Regions from separate parts of the Mus musculus genome. Here region 1 is linked to region 2. A link is a contact called in public Hi-C data. All regions are on one chromosome and are shown on one strand. Each heading gives the region's core, a stretch centred on a gene start, on an enhancer-like site or on the middle of the called end of the contact. The rest is flanking DNA. Distances are from core to core; before and after follow the strand shown.

Region 1 (7,401 bases), core at 2,501-5,000, 290 kb after region 2:
AGTGAGTTCTTAGGTCAGTGAGAGACACAGTCAACTGAGATTCCCCTGAAACCATGTGCCAAAGTAAATCCTTCTCTAAGTGTTTCTGCAGGGATTCTGTCACATAATGACAGTAACTCAGGCATCTTGCTTCAAGGTTTAAATCCCTGTGCACCATAGGTGGAATGTGAGCCAATAAAATAGCTACAGCAAACTGAGTGAGCCAAGGTATGGTGGCCTGTGCCTGTAACCCCAGCACCTAAGAGGCAGAGGTAGGAGGGACAGAAGCTTAAGGCCACCTTCAGCTGTACTGAGGTTCAGAGAGGCCAGATCCAGTCACCGGGCTTATGCAAAGAGCACCTTTAACTGCGGAGCCGTCTTTAAACTTCTTAATTCTTTACTTAACAATAGCTAGAAAAACTTTCTCATGTAAGGTAGCATTCGCTGCCTACACATACACGCACACACTCACACACACACACACAGAGGGACCTTCAAAGAACACAGGCTACCTCCCCTAGATAAGCAAAAGGTTTTTACTTCTGACCCTGCCGCTCTCTCTTGAACCCCGTTCTACCCTAAAACCTAACAAGCACCTGTGCATATATCTACGGAGAACAGAGGCAGGCCCTGATATCCACATCCCACACAGAGGTTTCAGATCCAAGTGGGCAGGAGACTGGGCTGTGCCTCTCTATGGCCCTCACAGAAAGGAGATGCTGGAGACAGCTGGGTCAGGGAGGGTAGCCACCTGCCACCTCCCACTCTTCCTCTGTGGGTCTGTTTACTGATCTAAAACGGAGAAGCAACCAATTAAACAGCAGTTCAAGGATTTGTTGCCATACCTGCTAGGAATGTTTAAAAACAAGATGAAATCTTGGCTGTAGAGGCACTCAGGAGGCAAAGGCAGGTGGATCGCTCCAAGTTCAAGGCCAGCCAAGACTACATGTGAGACCCTGTCTCAAAAAAAAAAAAAAAAAATTCCCAGAAAACTCTGAGCTAGGGAATTATATTAATTTGTATTTAGCATGTGTGTGTGGTATGTGTGTCTGTGCGGTGTGTGGTGTGTGTGTGTGTGTATGTGTGTATGCAGGGCACACATGTTGAAGAAAGTCAAGTAGTCAGGCTCAGCAGCAAGTGCCTTTACTGGCTGAGCTATGCTTCTAGCCCTGAGCTAGCGACTTCTAATTATCTCCCCAGCCCCATTTTATAGGTGAAACAACACAAAGCCCAGACACACCGTGCCCCTTTCTGGAGGTTATAAAGCCATACAGAAGCAGATCCTGGATTTGAACCCCAAAACTCTGGCTCCCACTGGTCAATATTCATGTTGCCTTCCATTGTTTAAAACAAACAAACAAAAAATCCAACTCCAAAACTGAAAGCACAGGCCTAACTTTTTAAACCTAACTTGCTGGGTAAGTTCCTTATCATGCGGGGTGGTAGGAAATGGGCCAAGCAATGCAGCCAAACCCCCTGAGACCCAGAGCTCCGGGCTTGAAGCTCCCCCAAACTGTGATGTTGGTCCCACGGTGCCCCTGGTCTGTGATAAGACAAAGACAAAGGACAGAGCACTTTGGATAATGCCACACATATCCACTAAGCTGTCTCTCCAATAGTCTGATTCTCGATTTCCACAGGGACAAATCACCTAGCAGTGCCTATGGGAAGGATGGAGGAGGCTCATCTGGGGAGAACCAGCCTGAAGCCAGTGAACCAGAAGAGAGAAAGGAAGTGGACAGGGATCCCAGAGCAGATTTGAATCCTGGCCAGGGCTCTGGGAAATATGGGAGGTGGGGACCAAAAGAAACCATGCCAAAAAGTACCAGTGCCCCCAAAGGGTGATATTCTGCCCCCCTCCCCAGATGCTGGTAGCCCAGGAAGACTCTAGATGCAGAGCCAACCTGGGCTGCAGAGGCTGAATCTTGGAGATCTTCCATGAGGGCCAGACCTGACCGTGCAACCAAGACCACCTTTTTATAAGTGTGTGCACATTCACGTGTGTGAGCATACATGAGAAGGAGCATAGGTCCTTGCATGTGTAGAGGCCAAGGTTGACATCTGATGTCTTCCTAGGCTGCTCCCCACCTTACTAGTCAAGATGGTCTCTCACTGATCACAGATCTTACCAGCTGGCTAGACACAGACTCACTGGCCAACAAGCCCCAGATACTCTCCTGCCTCAGCCTCCCCAACACGGGATTGCAGACAAGTGTGTGTCACCACACACAGCTTTTAATGTGGGCACAGGGGATCTGAACTCAGGTCCTTAAGCTTGTGGGGTAAACACTTCTCTGAGCATCTTCCCAGACCATGTTTCCCAATGGTTTTTTACTGCAACAAAACACACAAAGGAGAAAATAGAAACATACAAGAAACATACCATCTTAGCATAACATTCTGGAAAATAATATTCACATTGCTACAGCACTGTCCCCACACAACAACCAGTCTCTTAATTAGCTGCTGTCATCGTGAAACAATCATTTCCCACCCACCCCCTTGGTTGTACTTCTCCCCTACTCTGACATTTCTAATATCATGAAGAAGGAGAAGGAGAAGGAGAACAACAACAACAACAACAACCCAAGATTTAATCAGGCAAGGTAACTCAAACCTGTAATCTCAATTTTGAGAGGCAAGAAGATTGGGGCAAGTTTGAGGCCAGCCTGGGCTACATAGTGAAACTTTGTCTCAAAAAGTATCAAATTAAATTAAACTCCAAATGAAGGCACTAAGGAGACAGCTCAGTTTATAAAGTGCTTGCTGTGTAAGAAGGAGGACCCATGTTTGATCCCCACAGCCTAAATTTAAAAGCAGGGCATGGGGCTCAGCTTGTAAGCTTCCAACTGGGGAGGAACCAACAGCTGGGCCTCCCCCCCCCCCACCAACCCCAGGGTTTAATGGCCATCCAGCCTGGCCCACTCAGTAAGTTCCAGCCTAGTGAAAGATCCTATCTCAAAATAAGGTGACAGCACCTGAGAGACTGATTGGCCTCTGACCCCACATACATGCACACACATGTGCATGCACATACATGAACATCCATACGCATGCACACACACACACAAAAGGAAGAAGGAGCACAATCTAAAAGACTGCCTCACCAGGGGGCGTCCACCCTGAAGGATGCTCATGGGAGCATTTTTCTATGCTTTTCCCCCCTCAAGTTAAGAGGTAAAGGATGCCCAAAACTTTGGCTTTCCAAACCAGAAAGGCTGGGCGTCTCACAGAAAGCAGCAGGTTTTGATGCAGTCCCACGGGCAGCTGGGGTTCCCCCACCCCTACCCTCTGCTTCTTCCTCTCTCTCACCCCCTCCATGTCCCTCTTTGAGTGAGTTGGGTGGAATGGGAGGCCTCTCTGTTTTGCAGGCTGAAGGAAGCCCCCATTTCTCTGCATCACAAGTCTAGGAAGAGCTCCTGAGGAGTCGATGTGAGCTCCCTATTAGAGGTTCAGAGTGAAGGCTTCAGGACACACACACTCACACACTCACACACCAGCATCAAGCCCTCTTAGAGTCTGTGGCCCAGTGCCATCACTCGAGATTCTGTTCGGGTCCCTCTGAAGCCTTCGCCTGCACCTGCCAGCTTCCCAGACAGAAGTCACACCGTACAGTGAAGCATAGAAAACAGAAAGCCGTTAGCCCCCAGTGAATGTTATTTTTAATGAAAGTGGTACATTTTGAGTCACAGTGTTAAAACCAGGTCAGAAATGAATCATCAGAGAATCAACCACAAAGTCCCCTGGAGGTGACTGCAGATGACTGCCCTGTCACCAGCTCTGCACACGCCTCCCTGAGATTCTGTCACGCGGAGCCAGTGTGGGGCCACTGGGTGCCATGTCAGCTCAAAAGATGTTATGTTGTCACCAATGGGATTCCCCGGCTTGGTGATGTGGTGGTCCCACCCACACAAGGAAGCGGCCATCATCCTGCTAGGTCTATGATTACATCATCCTACTGGCTTCCAGGTAGTGTGTCTCAGATGGTGGAAAGAGATAAAAGGACCTGTTCCTCCCTGACCCGGACTCTACCTAGTGCCCACATCTCCTCCTGGCTATGGAGAGGCAGCCCAGGGGCTGAGAGATGGCTCCATCAGTAAAGTGGTTGCTATGCAAGCATGAGGATCTGACTTTGATCCCCAGCACCTGGCTGTGGTGGCATGTGCTTGTCATCCAGCTCTGGGAAAGCAGAGACAGGTGGAAGTAGAGGCAGGAAGATCCCTGGGGCTTATCAGCTTAGCCTAATAGGCAAACCCAAGCATTTGAGAAACCATGCCTCAAAAAGCAAGTGAAGGGTTCCTAAGGAACAATGTTCAAGGATGGCCTCTGGCCTCCAAACACAAATGCACACACATGCATGTACATGGGAACACACAAGATACCCATTTGAACATGTGTATAACACACATAGACACACATGCATACTTACACACATGTACACTCATATACACTCACACATACACACAAAAATACACACACATACATATACACAAATACACACACATACACATATACACACACACAAATACACACATGCATACACATATACACTTATACTCACACACACATACTCATATACTCACACATACACACACATGCATGGGCACACACACATACGCACACATACATACACAATTACACACATACTCATACATACACATACACATATGCATGCATACATGCACATACACACTTAAATTCAAACACACATACACATTCTCTCTCTCTCTCTCTCTGTCACACACACACACACGCACACACACAGGGAAGCTCAGGATGGGCTGCTGTGTTGAGTAATTTTATGTAAAGTTGACAAAAACTAGTCATTCATCTGAGAAGGAGGAACCCCAATTGAGAAATGCCTCTATAAGACTGGGCAGTAGGCAAGCCTATAGAATATTTTCTTAGTGAATGATGTTGGAGGGCCCTGCTGATTGTCCTGAGCTGGTGCTCCTGGGTTCTATAAGAAAGCAGCAGGCTAAGCCAGCCATGGGGAACAAGCCAATAAGTTACACGCCCCCATGGCCTCTGCATCAGCTCCTGTCTCCAGGTTCCTTCCCTGTTTAACTTCCTATTCTGACTTCCTTCAGTGATGGATGGGATGTGGAAACAAGCCAACTAAACCATTTCCTCCCTAACTTGCTTTTGGTCATGGTGCTTCATCATAGCCTCTGCCTTCTGGTTTCAGATCCTTAGACAGGCTGAATATTGACCCTGGCCACTCTGCTTCAAAGACCTCCTTCTAAGACCACACTAAGGATCAAGTGGAACGCACCATGCAGAAAACACAAGAGCTAGTTCCCTTCTGTGGAAGCAACAACAAATCACTCCTTTTTGGTGAAGGAGTTAAAGGCTCCTTTCTGGACCTCTCTGAATTGGAGCCAGACTGCGAGTGGCTAAAACAGATAAAATTTAATAGAGGTAACATCTCCAGCACCTGCCTGTAATCTCAACATTCACTCAGACAGGGGGATTGCATAAATGAGACCAGCGTAGGTTACACAGTGAGACCCTGGAAAAGAATACATAAGGAGTCACATGTTAGTTAATAGCATGTGATTTTGAGCCTGATATCTTCTGCTTGTGCCCTCCTGGAATGCTGCCCTGGGCCACTAGAAGGAAGCTGGACAGGAAACTGGTTGGACTGTGGAGAAGTGGGTGCCCTCAACCTTCCTGCCAACACCACTTTCCAACACAAATAGATCTGTCACCCAAAATCTCCACCTCAACACAGCCCCAAGTGAACACAGAGAGAACAAGATGGTAGCTAGAGTCTGAGCCTGAGACCCACAGGAAAAAGCCTCTTCCAGGCTAGGGTGCTGCTCAGTCCTCCCTAGCACTGCAGATAGATAGATAGATAGATAGATAGATAGATAGATAGATAGATAGATAGATATTTAGAGAGGTAGAGAGATAGATAATAGATAGAGAGATAGAGAAAGAGAGAGAGACAGAGAGATAGAGATATAGATGATAGTGATAGTGAGACAGAGAGACAGAAATAGAGTGAGACAGAGACAGATAGAGAGACAGACAAACAGATAGATGATAGATGGATGGATGGATGGATGGATGGATGGATGGATGGATAGATGATAGAAAATAGAAAGATGATAGATAGATGATAGAAGATTAATTGATTGATTGAGTGAGTGATAGGCAGATAGACATATAGATAGATGATGATGGATTGATAGGTAGGTAGGTAGATGATAGATAGATAGATAGATAGATAGATAGATAGATAGATAGATGATAGAAGATTAATTGATTGATTGAGTGAGTGATAGGCAGATAGACAGATAGATAGATGATGATAGATTGATAGGTAGGTAGGTAGATGATAGATAGATAGATAGATAGATAGATAGATAGATAGATAGATAGTGATGGAGAGATAGTGAGATATTCACTCCCTTTAAGCAATTGAGCTTCCCCCTAGCCGCACACACCGAGTAGTTCAGCTATTTAAAACTAAGCTTGAATGAGAATGGCTGGGGCAAGCTGGGAGAGCAGCAGTCCATCAATGAAAGAAGCAGTGTGTCCCAGCCTGGACTGCTCCCTCTCCTCTCCCTGTTCCACCTTTGTAGTCGTCGCAAATCCTGCCCTTTACCAGGGCTGCAGCACACTCTCCACAGTGTCTCTCTCTAACCATCTTCTCTGCTCTTTCTCTAACCCACTGCCTTTCCCCTTGACAGAGCCGGAAGGATTTGTTTTCAGATACTTCCCGAAGTTTACTCTCTGACTCGCATTCGCAAAGTAAGGAATTAGAATATAAGATATAAAAGCCAAGAGAGAAAAAAGAAACAGGAAAAGTCGGGGTGCAGAAGACCACAGGGGATGAGGTGTTCCAAGAAGGTCCTGGGGACAGCAGCTGTGAGTGCGTAGGTGGTAGAGCCTCTCCTGGAGTACCCCAGGAGCATGTGGAGGCCCATAAGCTGAGACATGATAAGCAAGGGGGCACATAGATTAAAATGAACTATGAGGGACATCGAGGGTAGGGAGAAATGTGGCAGAAACACAGAGCCCTTTATAAACCTATGTGAGGAAATGTGTGTTGCCTAGGACTATAGAGCCATTGAGATTTATGAGCAGCATCACAGGGTCTGATGCAAGTCTTTTAAAGTACCATGTTAGCTAACATGTTGAATATAGACTGGAGAATATTCTGGGATGGCACCTATAGCAATATATATCATCTCCAATAAGGAAATAAAGAATATATGTCATGGGGAATAGCAAAAAAAAAAAAACTTCATAGATACCCACTCCATAAATAGCAGGCAGGGGCAGATAAGAGGGCTGTAGAGGTGTTTGGCATCAAACCCTTATGACCTGAGTTCAATCCCCAGCAACCACATGGTGAAAGGAGAGAACCAATTCCCCCAAATAATTCTCTGACCTCCACATACAACATGGCAG
Region 2 (6,885 bases), core at 276-2,775:
GAATATGTGAGAGCCTATCTCAAACTAATTTAAAAAACAACTATGAACTAAACAGAAACAAGTATTCCGAGGAGAGATCACACACAGAGATCCTGAGGTAGGAGCATGCTTGGAAATCTGAGGAACAAGGAAGCCACGTTGCCAAAATAGAATGAGCAAGGACACCAACTGTGCCTGGGACGTAGCAGAACCTTGCAAACCTTTGCATTTGACACTAAAGGAGTTTTGTTTTTTGTTTTTTGCTTTTTTAAAAGGACACCAGAGGGATTTTAGTAAGGGAGAAAGAAGATCAGAGAGCAGACTTATGTTAAGAGAAAATTAAAGGCTTTTTGTTGTTTTTTTCTTTTTTTTAAAATTGGGTATTTATTTCATTTACATTTCCAATGCTATCCCAAAAGTCCCCCACACGCTCCCCCACCCACTCCCCCACCCACCCACTCCCACTTCTTGGCCCTGTCATTCCCCTGTACTGAGGCATATAAAGTTTGCACGACCAATGGGCCTCTCTTTCCACTGATGGCCGACTAGGCCATTTTCTGATTCATATGCAGCTAGAGACACGAGCTCCAGGGGGGTACTGGTTAGTTCATATTGTTGTTCCCCCTATAGCTCCTTGGGTACTTTCTCTAGCTCCTCCATTGAGGGCCCTGTGATCCATCCAATAGCTGACTGTGAGCATCCACTTCTGTGTTTGCTAGGCCCCAGCATAGTCTCACAAGAGACAGCTCTATCTGGTTTTGTTGTTTTTTTTTTTTAAATGTGTGGGTGTTTTGCTTGGATGTCTGTGTATCACCTGTGTGCAATGCCCATAGAGATCAGAAGAGGGCACCAGAGCACCCAGGAACTGGAGTTACAGGTGGTTGTGAGCCCCGAGTTGGGCACTGAAAATCAAACCCTAGTCTTCTGAAAGGGCAGCCTCTTTGCTGTTGTGCCTTCACTCCATTCCCCAGACCCACACTTTAGAGGGTCATCCATCTGCCAAGTTTGAGACTAAGCTTCAGAGGACATGGGCAGAACCTGGAAGAAGGACCCTGAAGCATCTGAGATATTCTACACGAGGCACGGTAGTGGCTCCACCAGGTAAGTCTCCAACATGTTGTCTTCTTCCTACTTATTTGAGACAGGGTCTCATGTAGCCCAGGCTGGTCTGGAACTAGCCATATTGCTGAGGGTGACCTTGAACTTCTGATCCTCCCAAGAACCAGGATTACAGGTGCGTGCCACCATGCCTAGTTGTTGAATATGTGTCCCTCCCGAACAAGGATGTGCTGACTGATTGGATAATTATGATAAAACCCTGATCAGGTCACTTCCAGGCTTATGGCCCAAGCAATGGGAAGGCGACCTCGACTTGCATGAAGATTGGGAAAACAGAGGTAATGAGACAGGCATGAGAACAGGAGCTTGATTTTGGATCTATCTAGCACAATGGGTTTAAAAAAAACCAACTGGACAGCTCACTGAATTTGGTGAGCAAGCCGCTTGGCACAGCCTGGCTGGTACCTAAAGGGGAAGTTGAATCTAGAGATGTTTTGTAGGAAGTCTGTATGCAAATATGGTTCGAACACTTGATACTGGATGAAACAACCAGAGAGAAATGTGGGCAGAAAGGAGTGAAACCAGGATGGGAAGGCAGCCAGATAGGTAGCAGGGTAGCAGTCATTTCTGCAAACAAACCGAAGACACTTTCTCTTTGCACCTACCTGATCTAGTCATAAGGGACATATCTCAAGTCACTAAGCGTTAAGCATCATGGAATGTGTACTACTTAACTTTGTCTGTTAATCCCTCTATAAGACCAAGAGGTAAGCCATCCCATCCCTAACCAGTTTCTCAGAAGACTAAACACAAAAGTTTAGAGAGGGAGGTACCATTTAAGTTTAAGCCATCAGACCCTAGCCCATATTCTTTGTGTGTGTGTGTGTGTAAAACATGGGTACGCATATATGTGTGCATATGTATATGTGTGTATATGTATATGTGTGTATAGGTATATGTGTGCATAAGTATATGTGTGTGCGTATGTATATGTGTGCATATGTGTGCATAGGTATATGTGTGCATATGTATACGAAAGTTCACTTGTCCCTGTCTATGTGTGTGGAATCAAAAGGTCAATGTTCTGTGCCCTCTATTGCTCTCCACATTACTTTTGAGTCAAGATCTCTCCCCGAACATGAAGTGCAATGATTAGCTAGGATGGTTGGCCAATGAGCCTGCCTCTCAGTACAGAGTTTCAAGCCTTTTTGCAGAGGTTACACTGCGTACCCAGCTCTTTGCATGGGCACTCTTGAGATCCAAACCTGGGTCTTCATACTTTCACGGCAAACACTTTAACAACTGAGTCACGCCTCCCAGTCCCCGTTCCTTACCAGGAGGCACATGCATACAGGGAAACCCAGGGAAACCAATCAGTGAAGACACGAATCACAGTGGGCAGGTGGGGGTCTGGTGGAAGCTTTCTCTCCAGTCACCATTCTTACACGTGCCATCTCTTTCCTACTGCAATGTCTGGGATTCCTCTGGGCCTTGGAGAGTCCCAACCTCACCCCAATGGTCCACAACCTCAGCAGACACCACAAGAGAAACCCCCTGGGGCTAACTGGATGGCTTGGTTTGCTGCTCACCCCTTGACTAAGTTCCTTCTCAAGCTACAAAGTTGTGGTTGACCAACTCTTCATGGCTTCCATGGCTTTTACTTTTTATTTATTATTTATTTATTTTTATTTTTTTGGATCCACTGGCTCTAGGGCACAGATATATGGTTCATCAGAAAATAAAATGAAATTTTACACATAGAACATCTCCATTGAAGTTAACCTAATGAAGGAGTTCTTTAATTCCTGCCCCCTCCATTTATTTTTTTTTGTTAATGCTTTTAGAAAATATATTTAAAATCCTCCACCCCCCACAACCACACAAATGCAGTCCTTGCTTCCAAAGTCACAGGTGGGTCAATGTCAAGCTGCTTTGTGGGCCTAATGATATGCTCAAGAGACTGTCCATGAATACCTCTGAACGGATTATTTTTAGAAAGTATTCACCTCTTCTATTTGCAGATCGTATTTTTATTTTATTTCCAATGGCGCCATTTATTCTCTAAGGTCACTGATGAAATAAGAAAGCCTGCACAGGGTAGAGTATTGATACCCAATGAAAATCAGCCTTTGGTCCCCAGCAGGAGGTGCCCTGTAGAACCCTGCTCTCCAGGAGTGAGCACAGCAGGGGGCGCCCTGCTCTCCAGTGTTTCAGAGGGACTCCTTGTTACCCACGTTCACATAATAACGGAAAATATTTATTTGGTGTAACCCAGCAAGCACCCTGTTGCCACACACCTAGTGCCTTTTCAGATCAGAACCCTGTCACAGAGACTGCCTGATTCTTAGCTCCTCTATGGGGTGAATACTCGTTGTTTTGTTGTTTTAATCATTAAGACAACTAAGTGTACATGATGCCATGAGATGCTCATAGTCTAGGAAGATTCCCCAGCCCTGTGTGTGGCAACTGCTGTGTGAAGCATAGGCAGAGAGGTGCGTTCCTAATGGAACTTAAAACTTCAGGTCTCAGCACAGAACTCTCTTGTGTCTCCATGAGAACAGCCTCTGGCTGTAGACACACAGCCACAGGGAAAGAACAGGAACTTTCTCTCAGAAGTTTGAACCAGGAAGCCTTGTGTGCTCAGTGTGCCTTTGATTTCCATCACAATTGCCTCTCAAGGTGCGAGCCAAGTCTCCAGGCAGGTTGTGAGTAGGATTCTAGACACACAAACCTCTTCAGTGTCCCATCCATGTGCTGCAATCGCTGTTGAAGCAATGGCAAGCTGTCACTAAGGCCTGAATGAGGGAGGTCCCTATCTCCCCAGGATAGGCACAATCTGCTCCAAGACTGCTGAGAGAGAAATGTCATCACACACACACACACACACACACACACACACACACACACACACAAACACACACACACACACACACTGTATTCCTTCTGAGACAGGAATGCGCTATGTAGGGCAGGTTGGTCTTGAACTTAAGACCCTTCTGCCTCCACAGTGCTGGGATTCCAGGCATTAGCCACCACACTCGACAGAGAATTAAAAAAAAATAAATAAATAAAATAACACGGAGCTTATTTTTGTTTCTCTCTCCCCCCAACCCCCACCCCAGTACTGCAGAGCGTTAAACTGAATAATTCAGAAAAATGTGAAGTTAACTGGGTAGCACCTTAAACGCGCTCTCTGGCCTTAAATTGTTTCTACATTATTTATGCCCGACTGGACAGCCAGCTGATCGAGCGCCTGATCAGACTTGGGAGCTCCCGCGTGGACTGTGTCCTGAGGATTGCTTCCCAATTGCACTTTGAACATGGTCCAGCATGGGTATGCTCTCTGCTCACACGGACGTCCTTTTGACACGTATGTTTACAGCATCAGCATGAAACATTTGGCTTATTATAGCTACAGCCCTAACCCCCCTCGCCCCCCACCCCCACCCTCACCCCCGGAATGATGGTTTCCAAAAACGGAGTGACATTTGGGCAGCTTTTGTCCGGAGGCTTCTGTAAACTTCACAAATCCCCCTCCTTCCCCCAACCTCCCCCCCTCCCCCAGCACACGCTGGCGACTAAAGCAGCCGCGTGTGACCCTCGGGGCCCCAGGCGCCAGCGCCCCCCCCTCGCCAGACAAGCCTTTGACTTTATTTGGTGCAGCACGCGCAGCTCCAGCCTGCGCGCGCATTCCTGCGGGCGCCAACTCACGCGCGGGACGCTAATTTTAGCGCCGCAGCTGGCGCGGGGCGCCGCCCGTGCAGTGGGGCGGGACGCACGGGACGGAGAGGGGACTGCCTAGTGGGGAAGCGGTCCGTGGATTGGGGCGAGGACCGCGGAGTGGGGCGGGGCGTGGGGGTACAGAGTGGAGCTGAGAGCGCGTGGGACGTGGTGGAGGCTCGTGGAGCAGGAACAGAGTAGGACAGGGTAGGGCGCGCGCGCAGTGGGCACACCGGAGCCTCCACGTGCCTATCTGCGGTCATGTATGAGAGGGAGTGGAAGCCCCCTCCACGAGGCGAGTTCAATTCCATGTGTTCCTCGTGGGCCTGACTCACTTCTTTCTGTAAAAGCGACTGGGGTTGGCTGGACCGGAGGCTTCTTTTTAAAACACTCCTTGCTCCCAAACTGCCACGCAAAGTTAAAAGGGGAAAAGGAAGAGCCCCAGCCTGACCCCGCCCGATGCAACCCGGGCTCCGCGATTGTGCGCAGATGCAACAGGACGCAGCCGCTTTGATGCTCAGCCAAAGCATGGCCCTTGTGTGCGCTGCACAATGCATGCATTGTGCGCATGCCCGTCTTGAGTTCCTGGGTCAGAAGGCTGCTGTGGCTCGGTTTATAAATTCTAGGACACTCCATTCTCTCGTGTGTGGAGTTAGCCTCTACTCTTATTTCCCACACTCATGGTAGGTAGGGGAGCCTCTGTGGACCAACCTGTCCACTGTGCCCTTGGCCAAGAAAAGGGTTCTACCCAGTGGCTTTGACCCTAACCTCACAAGTGGCTGTAGCTTGAGGTGCCTGCTTGGGGTTGTTAAAAGAATGGTACAGACACCCATATGGTGCTTATTAGAACAGTCCCTAACGACTGTGACCTGCCTGTGAAATTCTGATTTCAGTTGTATATGGGGTACAATAAATCTTTATCTTTTATCGCCCAAAACGGCTAATTGAATTGCTGTTGGCAGCACAAATAACAAAATGGGGTAACAGCCTGGGTGGAACGCTCCCTCAACCCCCAGCAACTCCCAGCAACCTTTTCCCAGTAGCAACTCAATCCAAGATGGATGGCTATAAGGTTATAACTCAGGTGGATCCCAATAGCCCTTCCTGTGTTCTGCAGATCTCTTGATAGCATACTTAAAAATTATAAGAGAACATAACTTGTGTCTCATTTAAAAAAGAAACAACAAAAGCTGGGAGGTGGTCGTGCACACCTTTAATCCCAGCACGTGGGAGGCACAGGCTGGATCTCCAGGAGTTCGAGGACAGTCTTTCCTACAATAGAGTTCCAGGGCAGCAAGGGCTACAGAAAACAAAACCAACCAACATTAAAATAAATGGAGGCCCTTAGCTGTGCTGAAAATGCTGTTTCTGTTTTGTTTTCCTGGAGACACCGCCACCACACACACACACACACACACACAGTTCGGAAGACGCTGTGCTGCGGCAGGAAAGATGTTTACTAAGTGGCAGAGAAATCTGCAGTGACCTAAATATCTGTCTTGCCTCCACGCTCATCCAGCAAAGCTTGACTCATCTGTGCCCCGTCCCCGTTCCCCTGGTGAGCATCTGAACTGCTAATGATACTGATGACTTCCTTAGAATCACTAATTGCTAAGTAAGAGTGGTTAAGATCTCCAGATTATGTAACAAGTTATTCTGCACAAAATGTACACTATATTTAGAAATATTCAAATGTGGTGGTGTCACCCTACACAGGATGTGTTAGCTCACCGTGCAGGGTGCACTGCGTATTTTACCAGCCCAGTTCTACAGCCCCATTCAAAGGCCAGCCAGTACCTGATGCTCTCTGAATTCTCACTGGGAATCCTGTCATCTTGGTCTCTGGATCTAACCTATCTTAGAGGAGTTTCTAATGTTTTGGGGGTAAATCAAAGGATGTTTTTTGATTTTTGAGCCAGTGTACATTATAGAGGGCCAGCCTCTTACTTTCCCCCAGACACATTTAAGGTGTTGTCATAGAAAAAACTTACACCATGCCAACAGTCATTCTACTGGCTTTTTCATTAAAAATAAAAGGTCACTTTTTTTTTTTTTTTTTTTTTTTAAACCAGGTGTGGTATCAAGTGCCTTTAGTCCCAGAATTCAGGAAGCTGGAGGCAGCAGACC

The links. Hi-C and Micro-C count contacts between places; a contact is called where the count stands out from the background.
Region 1: a contact with region 2 is called in a Hi-C map of bone marrow-derived macrophages, with 51 read pairs. The contact joins two enhancer-like sites. A contact is called at or near these places in 1 of 39 promoter capture datasets (embryonic stem cells), 5 of 15 datasets of contacts at CTCF or cohesin (the NIH/3T3 cell line, embryonic stem cells, large pre-B cells and 2 more), 42 of 484 Hi-C or Micro-C datasets (2-cell-like embryonic stem cells, B cells, CD4 T cells and 17 more), 37 of 115 datasets of contacts at active chromatin or transcription factors (the 230-238 cell line, CD8 T cells, the HPC-7 cell line and 25 more) and 1 of 9 other capture datasets (bone marrow-derived macrophages).

Annotation. Positions count from the first base shown.
Region 1 is chr8:126,864,046-126,871,446 of GRCm38.p6, forward strand. All of the region lies in intron 1 of Gm31718 (a long non-coding RNA gene), which reads right to left. Among named protein-coding and RNA genes, the nearest start is that of A630001O12Rik, 19 kb to the left of the region's middle. Within about 2 kb of position 3,751, at least 100 of the 459 cell types and tissues checked have an H3K27ac peak or open chromatin away from gene starts, as enhancers often do. A contact at or near this core is called in bone marrow-derived macrophages, long-term hematopoietic stem cells and pro-B cells, where this site is marked.
Region 2 is chr8:126,579,471-126,586,355 of GRCm38.p6, forward strand. No RefSeq gene overlaps it. Among named protein-coding and RNA genes, the nearest start is that of Gm39286, 11 kb to the left of the region's middle. Within about 2 kb of position 1,526, at least 6 of the 459 cell types and tissues checked have an H3K27ac peak or open chromatin away from gene starts, as enhancers often do. A contact at or near this core is called in bone marrow-derived macrophages, long-term hematopoietic stem cells and pro-B cells, where this site is marked.